2 separate regions of the Mus musculus genome follow, and region 1 is linked to region 2. Evidence: chromatin contacts called from public Hi-C data. All regions are on one chromosome and are shown on one strand. The core of a region is the stretch at or near the end of the contact, and the rest is flanking DNA. Distances in the headings are between cores, read along the strand shown. Region 1 overlaps Gbf1 (golgi-specific brefeldin A-resistance factor 1). Region 2 holds the start of Pprc1 (peroxisome proliferative activated receptor, gamma, coactivator-related 1).

Region 1 (3,974 bases), core at 1,276-3,775, 180 kb after region 2:
GGACAGCCAGGGCTATACAGAGGAACCCTGTCTCAAAAACAAACAGAGTTGTGTTTGAAAGCTGGCCATGATAACACGTACCTGAGATAGCAGATTGCCATGAGATCAAGGCCAACAAGTGCGCCAACCTGGATGACATAACATTTAAAAAAAAAGTGATCCACTCTTAACATTCAGGAGGCTGAAACAGGAGAATCTGCAAGTTGGACCCTATCTTGTGGTGGTCCATAACAAGTGTAAGGCCAGCCTTAGCCATATGGGATGCCCCTGTCTTCAGAATGTATGCTGCTAAAGCAAGCACAGGAGCAACTCTGTCTTTAAAACAAAACAAAACAAACAACAACAACAAAAACACCCAAACCATCATGGTAAAGGAGGAGCCATGCAGTGTCTTTTCCTCTGATTGTTAGCTTTAAAGTTATCCAGACCTGTGAATGGTCACGTGGGCACATAGGCTTGGTTTTACAAACTAGTTAATTTCAGGGGGAAAAAATTGCCAGAGGCAACTTCCACTAACCTGTAATTCCTGATCCTAAACTGATGGATCAAAGCTAGATAGGCCTGGCAACTGTGCTCTAGTCTATGAGAGAAATGAAATAAAGAAACGCACTAGGCCAAGTCTTGGTTCAGGTACTAACCCTGTGACCAGGTACAAAAATGCTTTACTTTTCTGATCCATAGTGTCTTCATCGACAGGGATTTCCTAATGAAGGGCAGAGGAGAGCTGGTGATTATCTTTGCTATTGTGATTATTTAGGAGTGAAGCCATGGAACTGGAGACATGACTTAGTGGTTAGAACACTTGCTCTTTCAGAGGACCCAAGCTTGGTTCTCACCAGTCACATCAGGCAGCTCACAACTATCTGTAACTCCAATTCCAGTTGCTCCAACACCTCTGGCCCAGAAGACAGCTGTGCTCAGACATGCTCACATGTCGCCACGCATACCTTCACAGAATTAATAATAAGAAAATAAGCCTGCTGGCATATGCCTTTAATCCCAGCACTGGGGAGGCAGAGGCAAGTGGATCTATGACTTTGAGGCCAGCCTGGTCTACAGAGTGAGTTCCAGGACAGCCAAGGCTACACAGAGAAACCCTGTCTTGAAAAGGAAAATAATAATAATAATTTTTTAAGAATGAAGATAAGTCAGGTGGTGGTGGTGCATGCTGGTTCTCTATGAGTTTGAAGCCAGCCTGTCCATAGAGCGAGTTTCAGGACAGCCAGGGCTACATAGAGAAATCTTGACTCAAAAAGAAAAAAAAAAAAGAGTGAAGCCATTGTGATGGTGTATGTCTTTATCTCAGCACTCAGGAGGTGGAGGCAAACAGTTCTCGATGAGTCTGAGAGCTGACCTGGTATATGTAGGGAGTCCAGACAATGTAGGGCTATATAAAGAAACTGTTTCTCAAAACACATATATAATGATTAATGTTTTTATTAAATTAAAATTTAAAAAATGATTTCAGGGCTGGAGAGATGGCTCAGTAGTTCAGAGCATGAGCATCAGGCACACATATGGTACACAGACATACATGCAGACAAATATACATGTAAAATAGAACTAAATAAATCTTTTAACAGGAAATTAAAAGAGAGGCAAGTTAGGGGCTTGCCCTCAGACCTACACGAGAGCATGTGTACACACACACACTCGTGCATGCACATTTGCTTGGGTGTAAATGCTACCTGTGTGCATTTATACTCATAGAAGCCAGAAGAGGACATCAGAACCCCTGGAGCTGGAGTTACATCTCTTAAGCCTCCAAGGCAAATATTTTTATAAAGTGAAAATAAAAATATTTTGGAAAGTATTCACTTATTAGTCCGCCAACTGACCCAACTTGGGTTTTGTTTTTAAACACTTATGTTATTTTAGGAATTCTACTTTTTAGTTAAGATAATGTGTTTATTGGTTGGTACTGGGGGTTGAAGCCAGGACCTTGCAGGTATTAGGTAAGGGCTCTACCACTGAGCTTCATCAGCCTTAACTCAGTGTTGAAACGGGGTCTCACTAAATTCCTCTGGCTGATCTTGAACTCCATCTGTAGCTCAACCAGGCTTTGAATCTATAAACCTCTTACCTCCGTCTCTTAAGCAACTGAGATGACAGGCATGAGCTACACAGCTGCCTCTAATTTGGTTGAGTGGCTAGACTCTGATTAAACACGAGTGATTCATCAGCTTGCACATTTAAGGGTTAATGTCCAAAAGCCTGAGGATTAGAAATCATAAACTTACATTTCCTTCTAACTGTCTTGATAGTTTGCAGGCCATGTTCACAAGTACCCAGAGATGATAGAGTCAAAAATGACATAAAAACTCATCCTTCGTAGATATCTGCCACAAAAAGTTTCAAGACCACCAGTGAAGAAAGGGGCTCTTGTATGTGCTCTCTGGCTGGACCACCTTGTCAAACAAAGTCTCCACCATCTTTCTGTCCTTGCAGCACAGTTTCCCCTATGGGGGAGATTAGAGGATGTGAAACACAGCCCAACCACACATGGGCCAATAACCGACTGCTTTCCATAAACCTCTGTGCCTGAGGGGCTTGAACTGTTTTCTGCAGTTAAGTAGGGTTAACCTGTCTTGCTTGAGATCACATTTCACTTCCCCTTTAAAAAGGTAAAACGTGCTGGAGAGATGGCTCTATGGTTAGAAGTACTTGTTTCTCTTGCAGAAGACCCAGATTCAGTTTCCATAACCCACATAGTGGATCTAAGCCATCTGTAATTCCAGTGGCAGGGGATCTGACACCCTCTTCAGACCTCTGAGGGCATCAGGCTCACACATGGTATGCAGTCATACATGTAGGCAAAACACTTATACATAAAGTGAGATTAGCTTAAGGGTAGGGTACAGAAGGAAAATCCTTTACTGTCTGTCAGTACAGTGCGTGGCTCCTGGTTGGAACAGCAGTAAAGGTTGGCTCACTTAGGGCATCCCTGCTAGATGGCTAGGGTAGCTTGCTACTAAAGGTGCTACCTATTACTTCATGCAAATCCTATTGCTATTGTGTTGCCTGGGAAAAGAACTTGAATGCCTCTCTCCTCAACAGTAAACTGCATGGTAATTGTGGTGCGGTATATCCTGTAATCTGAGCTTCAGGAGGTTGAGACCAGCCTGGGCAACATTAGTGAGACAGGCCATACTTAGACCATTTTATTCTCTCAGTAACTCTAAGAAACCATACCACCATCTTCATTTTTCACTAATAAAGAAGTGAAGACTTCCACAAATTCTGATACTCAAGGTCATACAATAAAAGGAAAACAGAATTTGAATGTAGGTCTTGTTAACTCCAAAGCCAGGGTGTATAAACTCTGCATTACATTCTTTAAAAATATACCAAACTATTTCTTTTTCTTTAAGGAGCAAGTTTAAAGGGTTTGTTTATTTATTTATTTTTTTTATGTACATTGATGTTTTGCCTCCATGTCTTACTGTGTTTGGGTGCCAGATCCCCTGGAACTGGAGTTACAGACAGTTGTAACCTGCTTTGTGGATGCTGGGAATTGAACCCAGATCCACTGGAAGAACAGGCAGTAGTCCTAACTGCTAAGCTCTCTCTCCAGCCTCAGTACCAAGTTATTTCTATAGGGTGACTAACTATGACTAAAATGACAAATAAAATGTTATAGCTCAACTATCCTAGGATTTAGTTTCTTCTGTTCCTCTTCTCCTGCCAGTGGCTCAACACTGTATTGATTGGAATACTGCCCTCTAAATTAAGCCTTAGGTTTGTCCAGGTTCGCTCCTAATCCAGGAGGGAGAGCCAGGCCCCTTTAACAAGGCCAGCAGTCTAAATGAGGCCCGTAGGGACTGTCCTCAAATATCGGCTTGAGGACAGACTGAGCCATCTTCCTCCCTGGAGCACAAGTTTGATGTGTGAGCTTTAAACACTAGGTTTTTTGGTTTTTTTTTTTTTTTTTTTCCTAGAGGGAACCGGTGAGCAATTCGTCTGTAGCATACAGG
Region 2 (4,148 bases), core at 835-3,334:
TTCAGGCCCTTGGGTTCTTCTATGGGTTAAGCTATCTGATGGGCTCATGGTCTTGAATATACTCACAATCCTCTTGCCACCTCCACCCCCATGCAGTGTTCCAGTCATGTGCCACCAGACCTAGCTTGCTATGTATTTTGATATGTGTGTGCTTTTTATTTGTTTGGAGGCCAGAAGTAGATGTTGAATCTCTTTTAGTAGTTCTACCTTACTATTTTTTTTGTAGGTATAAATGTTTTACCTTTATGAAGTGCTTGTGAAGGACTGAAGAGGGTGGCAGATGCCCTGAAACTGGAGCTAGGGATGGTTGGGTGCAGCTAGTGTTCTCAACTGCTGAGCCATCTCTCCAGCCCCCAGTTTTGGACTATTTCAAATAATTTGGGTTCTTTTTTTTTTTTTTTCCAGGGCTGGAGATATGGCTCAGCAGTTAAGAGCTCTGACTGCTCTTCCAGAGGTTTTGAGTTCAACTCCCAGCAACCACATAGTGGCTCACAACCATCTGTAATGGGATCCAATGCCCTCTTCTGGTGTGTCTGAAGACAGTGGCAGTATATTCACATACATAAAATAAATAAATCTTAAAAAAATTTTTTTTGACCTATAGGTTTATTGACTTTGTGTTTATGGGTTTGCAAGGGTGGGTGCACACGTGTGGATGCCCAAAGGCATCTTTAGAGAGTCAGTTTTCAACCCTTGCACCACATCTTTTTTTTTTTTTATAAGATTTATTATTTATTTGTTATATGTAAGTACACTGTAGCTGTCTTCAGACACCTCGGAAGAGGGCATCAGATATTATAGATGGTTGTGAGCCACCATGTGTTTCCTGGGATTTGAACTCAGGACCTTTGGAAGAGCAGTCAGTGTTCTTAACTGCTGAGCCATCTCTCCAGCCCCGCACCACATCTTCTAATGGACTTTGGGAATGTAATTCAGGCTTGGTGGCAAAGTTCCTTTAGCTGCTGAGCTATCTCATTGGCAATCAAATGTATCAAATATATGTGTATGCCATGCATACGTAAATAACCCTCCCCCCACCCCCAAAGAAAATCTGATCTAAAGATCACCTGGAGCTGGAGTTATTGGTGTTCGTGAGCTACCTGACAAGGGATGCTAGATACTCTGAGAGAACAAGTAATCGCAATTACTGAGCATTCTCTCTAACCCCCTCCAATAATCTAAGGTTTCGTAATAATAAGTGTTGCTTTAAAAAACTGAAAATATGACGAATGAATGAACATTAGAAATAGGAATGAAGTGTAAAAATACAGAAAAGGATCGTGGTTGGCTGGGATAATCAGAAAAGCTTTCCTACATTAAATATGACTTGAAGGCTATTTTGAGGTTAGAAGTTCCATGCAGAGAAACAAAGGGAAGGAGAACACTTTTTGTTTGGTTGTTTGGCTTGGTTTGTTTTTCAAGACAGGGTTTCTCTGTGTAGCTCTGGCTGTCCTGGAACTCTCTCTGCAGACCAGGCTGTCCTGGAACTCAGAGATCTGCCGCCTCTGCCTCCCAAGTGCTGGGATTAAAGGAGTGCGCCGCCACTGTTCGGTGAAGAACACTTGAAGGATGGCAAGGAATTCTGGAGTAAAGAAGTTTGATAGAGAGAAACCAACCTAGTTTTCTGAGTAACTGTAGCGAAAGAATGGAAGATGCGGTATTTTTATAGAAACATTTGCACTAGTGCTGCAGTATGAGATTAGCTGAGGGTTAGTGTCTAGACTGGGAGTATCCACTTGGGGGTGCTGCTTGAAAACAGCGGTCGACTTGAAGTAAGGTGGAAGGAAAGTACAGGAGGAAGAACATCAAACAAAGAGGTCTAACATCTGGGCAATTTAACAAAAAATAAAGTGATATTTTCCTTACTACTGCGTACTCAGCAGCTTGGTCAAAAGTGAGCCCTACAATACGCATACAGCACTACCCGCTAATCTTCCTTCATAGACTACAATTCCCAGAAATCCTCGAGGGAGGTCAGGGCCTTTATCTTTTTCCAGGTTGCAAAGTGGTTCGCTGCATGGTCTTCTGGGATTCGTAGTCTTGCAGTGTCCTTCGGGAGATGTAGTTCCTTTCCCACAATCGGCTGGGCGAGGCGGCGCCGGCGATCAGAGCAGCGCTGGGTGTTCAGGGGCCAAGATGGCGGCGCGCCGGGGACGGAGAGACCGAGTCGCGCCGCCTCCGACTGGGGGCCCGGGTCCTGACCCTGGCGGTGGAGTGCGTGGCGGCAGTTGGGCGAGTCGAAGCCAAGCGCCGTATGGGACCGGGGGCTCCGTGAGCGCCGCGGAGCAGGTGAGAGGGTGGCCGGCGGCCCGCGGCTGGCAGCAAAGCGGCGTGTGCCGGGCGGTGACACGTGGACGCCACAGGAAAGGGAGGAAGCACTTGCGTGCCGATGCTGCGGGAGTTGGGTAGGGCTGAAAAGACCGAAGTTGTCTGCGGAGGGTATGGCAGCAGAGCCAGGGACCCTGCGGCGATTCCTGGGCACGCCAGAGGGACAGTGTCGGGCGTCAGAAAGGTGGCCCTAGATGGGGCGTCAGGGACTCGGGATTGGAGTTGAAGGCTAAGACTTCTTCCTAAGGATGCCGGAGGAGCTTCACCAGCTTGGCGCCGTAGTTCCTTTTTCGGAGCACGTGGGGTGTGGGGGGGACGATTTCCCGGGAGAACTTGTCTGCCTCCCCCTCCCCCTAGGCGGCGCGGGCGCCCACGTGGGTAGGGCTCGCCGGCGGGGGCGGGGGGAGCTCGGGGCGCGGGTCCACGTGGGGGCGGGGAAGGGATGTCCACGTGGCTCCTGTCCCAGGCTGTCGGGCATCTAGTATCCGCGCCGGAGTTGCACTGCCGGGAACTGGGTGTGTCTCAGCCGCTCCCGCCATCTCTAAAGCCTGTGCTGGGACCTCTGGTCTGGAGGGAGGTAGGGACTGCTGGAGGCAACTTTGCTCAGAGCCTTAGGAGTTTTTTCTCTCTCGCCTGCGTCTACAACGCCTTCTGTCGGTAGATGGTGGACTTTCCAGATGTTCTCAAAGTCGGCTTCCTAGAAATGTCAGGGTGTGAGGCGAGGATTAGAGGATTTGAGACTAAAGGGCTGTGGAGAAAGGAGTTCGTGGAGGCTTCTGTCTGACCGTCTTGGAGTGAGTTGTGTGTCATAGACATTGGCGGTTTGGTTGCCTGCAGTCCTTCATATGTGTGGTTCAAGGGTCATGGGAGTGTCAACTAACCTGTGACTAGTTTAATTTTTCCCCTCATTTTGTTTCTAGCATCTTTTTTGGGGAGGAGATAGTTAAGGCGTGCTTGGGTGAATTCTCAGCTACAGCTTCGGGAATTGTGTCTGTGTGAGGCTTTTTGGAGTTTTTCATGGAGATAGGAAAAAGTGAGAGGTGGTTTGAGAACTATTGAATATATGTAGTTGAACATTTAATGGGTCAGGAAAAATGTTTTGTGCTGGGCTTCCGAAAATGCTCAAATCAGGTTTGCAGTGAAGTGAGCAGGAATTAGTTGTCTTTTTGACAGCAACCCCATACGAGGTTTGATTGCAGGCTTCCCAGTAATACTAGGTCCAGCAAAACAGCCTAGGGGGGAATGACTTTTGGGGCATGCTCTGGGATCAACCATCCTTTTTCCTCCAACTTTTTACAACATCTGTGGTCAGCACTGTTCATCATCTGGGAGAGACAGTAGGGGTCCAAGATCCAGCAACAGTAGAAGTTACATGGTCTGTCAACTCAGTATTTATCAGGGTGTCATATTTAAGTACTGATGTTGCTAAACCACACAGATGTGATCCTTGCAGTATCCTAAGTTTAACTCAGGAGAGACATAATAAATAGTGGTGGGTAAAGCTGAAGGAAAGTGCAGGTTAGTTTGGAGTATGTAGTCATCAGAAATCTAGTTTGAAGTCTACAAATGGAAGAGTCCTTTTAAATTGAGACTCCTAAGGCCCTGTGAAAAACTTTTCTCAAAGGGAATAGGAAGTGAAGATCAAAGGCATGGCTTATGGGAAGAACTGAGGCCAGCCTAGCAGAAGAAGGGTGGGATGGTAGAGGACAAGCTCAAGAGGCTGGCAGGAAGAGCAAGACATAAGCCATTGTAAGGAGTTTAAATCCCATGCTAAGAGCGGTAAGATACCATTGAATGAGTTTTTTGTTTCTCCCTGTGAA

Evidence for each region. Hi-C and Micro-C count contacts between places; a contact is called where the count stands out from the background.
Region 1: a contact with region 2 is called in a Hi-C map of B cells, with 10 read pairs. The contact joins the enhancer-like site here to the promoter of Pprc1 in region 2. A contact is called at or near these places in 1 of 39 promoter capture datasets (macrophages), 1 of 484 Hi-C or Micro-C datasets (B cells), 6 of 115 datasets of contacts at active chromatin or transcription factors (the NIH/3T3 cell line, the SCID.adh cell line, embryonic stem cells and 3 more) and 3 of 9 other capture datasets (adipose tissue, liver and pancreatic islet).

The regions. Positions count from the first base shown.
Region 1 is chr19:46,237,901-46,241,874 of GRCm38.p6, forward strand. All of the region lies in intron 3 of Gbf1 (golgi-specific brefeldin A-resistance factor 1), which reads left to right. Among named protein-coding and RNA genes, the nearest start is that of 4833438C02Rik, 66 kb to the right of the region's middle. Within about 2 kb of position 2,526, at least 26 of the 459 cell types and tissues checked have an H3K27ac peak or open chromatin away from gene starts, as enhancers often do. A contact at or near this core is called in B cells and pro-B cells, where this site is marked.
Region 2 is chr19:46,054,455-46,058,602 of GRCm38.p6, forward strand. It overlaps Pprc1 (peroxisome proliferative activated receptor, gamma, coactivator-related 1), which reads left to right and starts at 2,085. Exons shown (of 14, transcript NM_001081214.1): 1 at 2,085-2,289. The coding sequence starts at 2,137.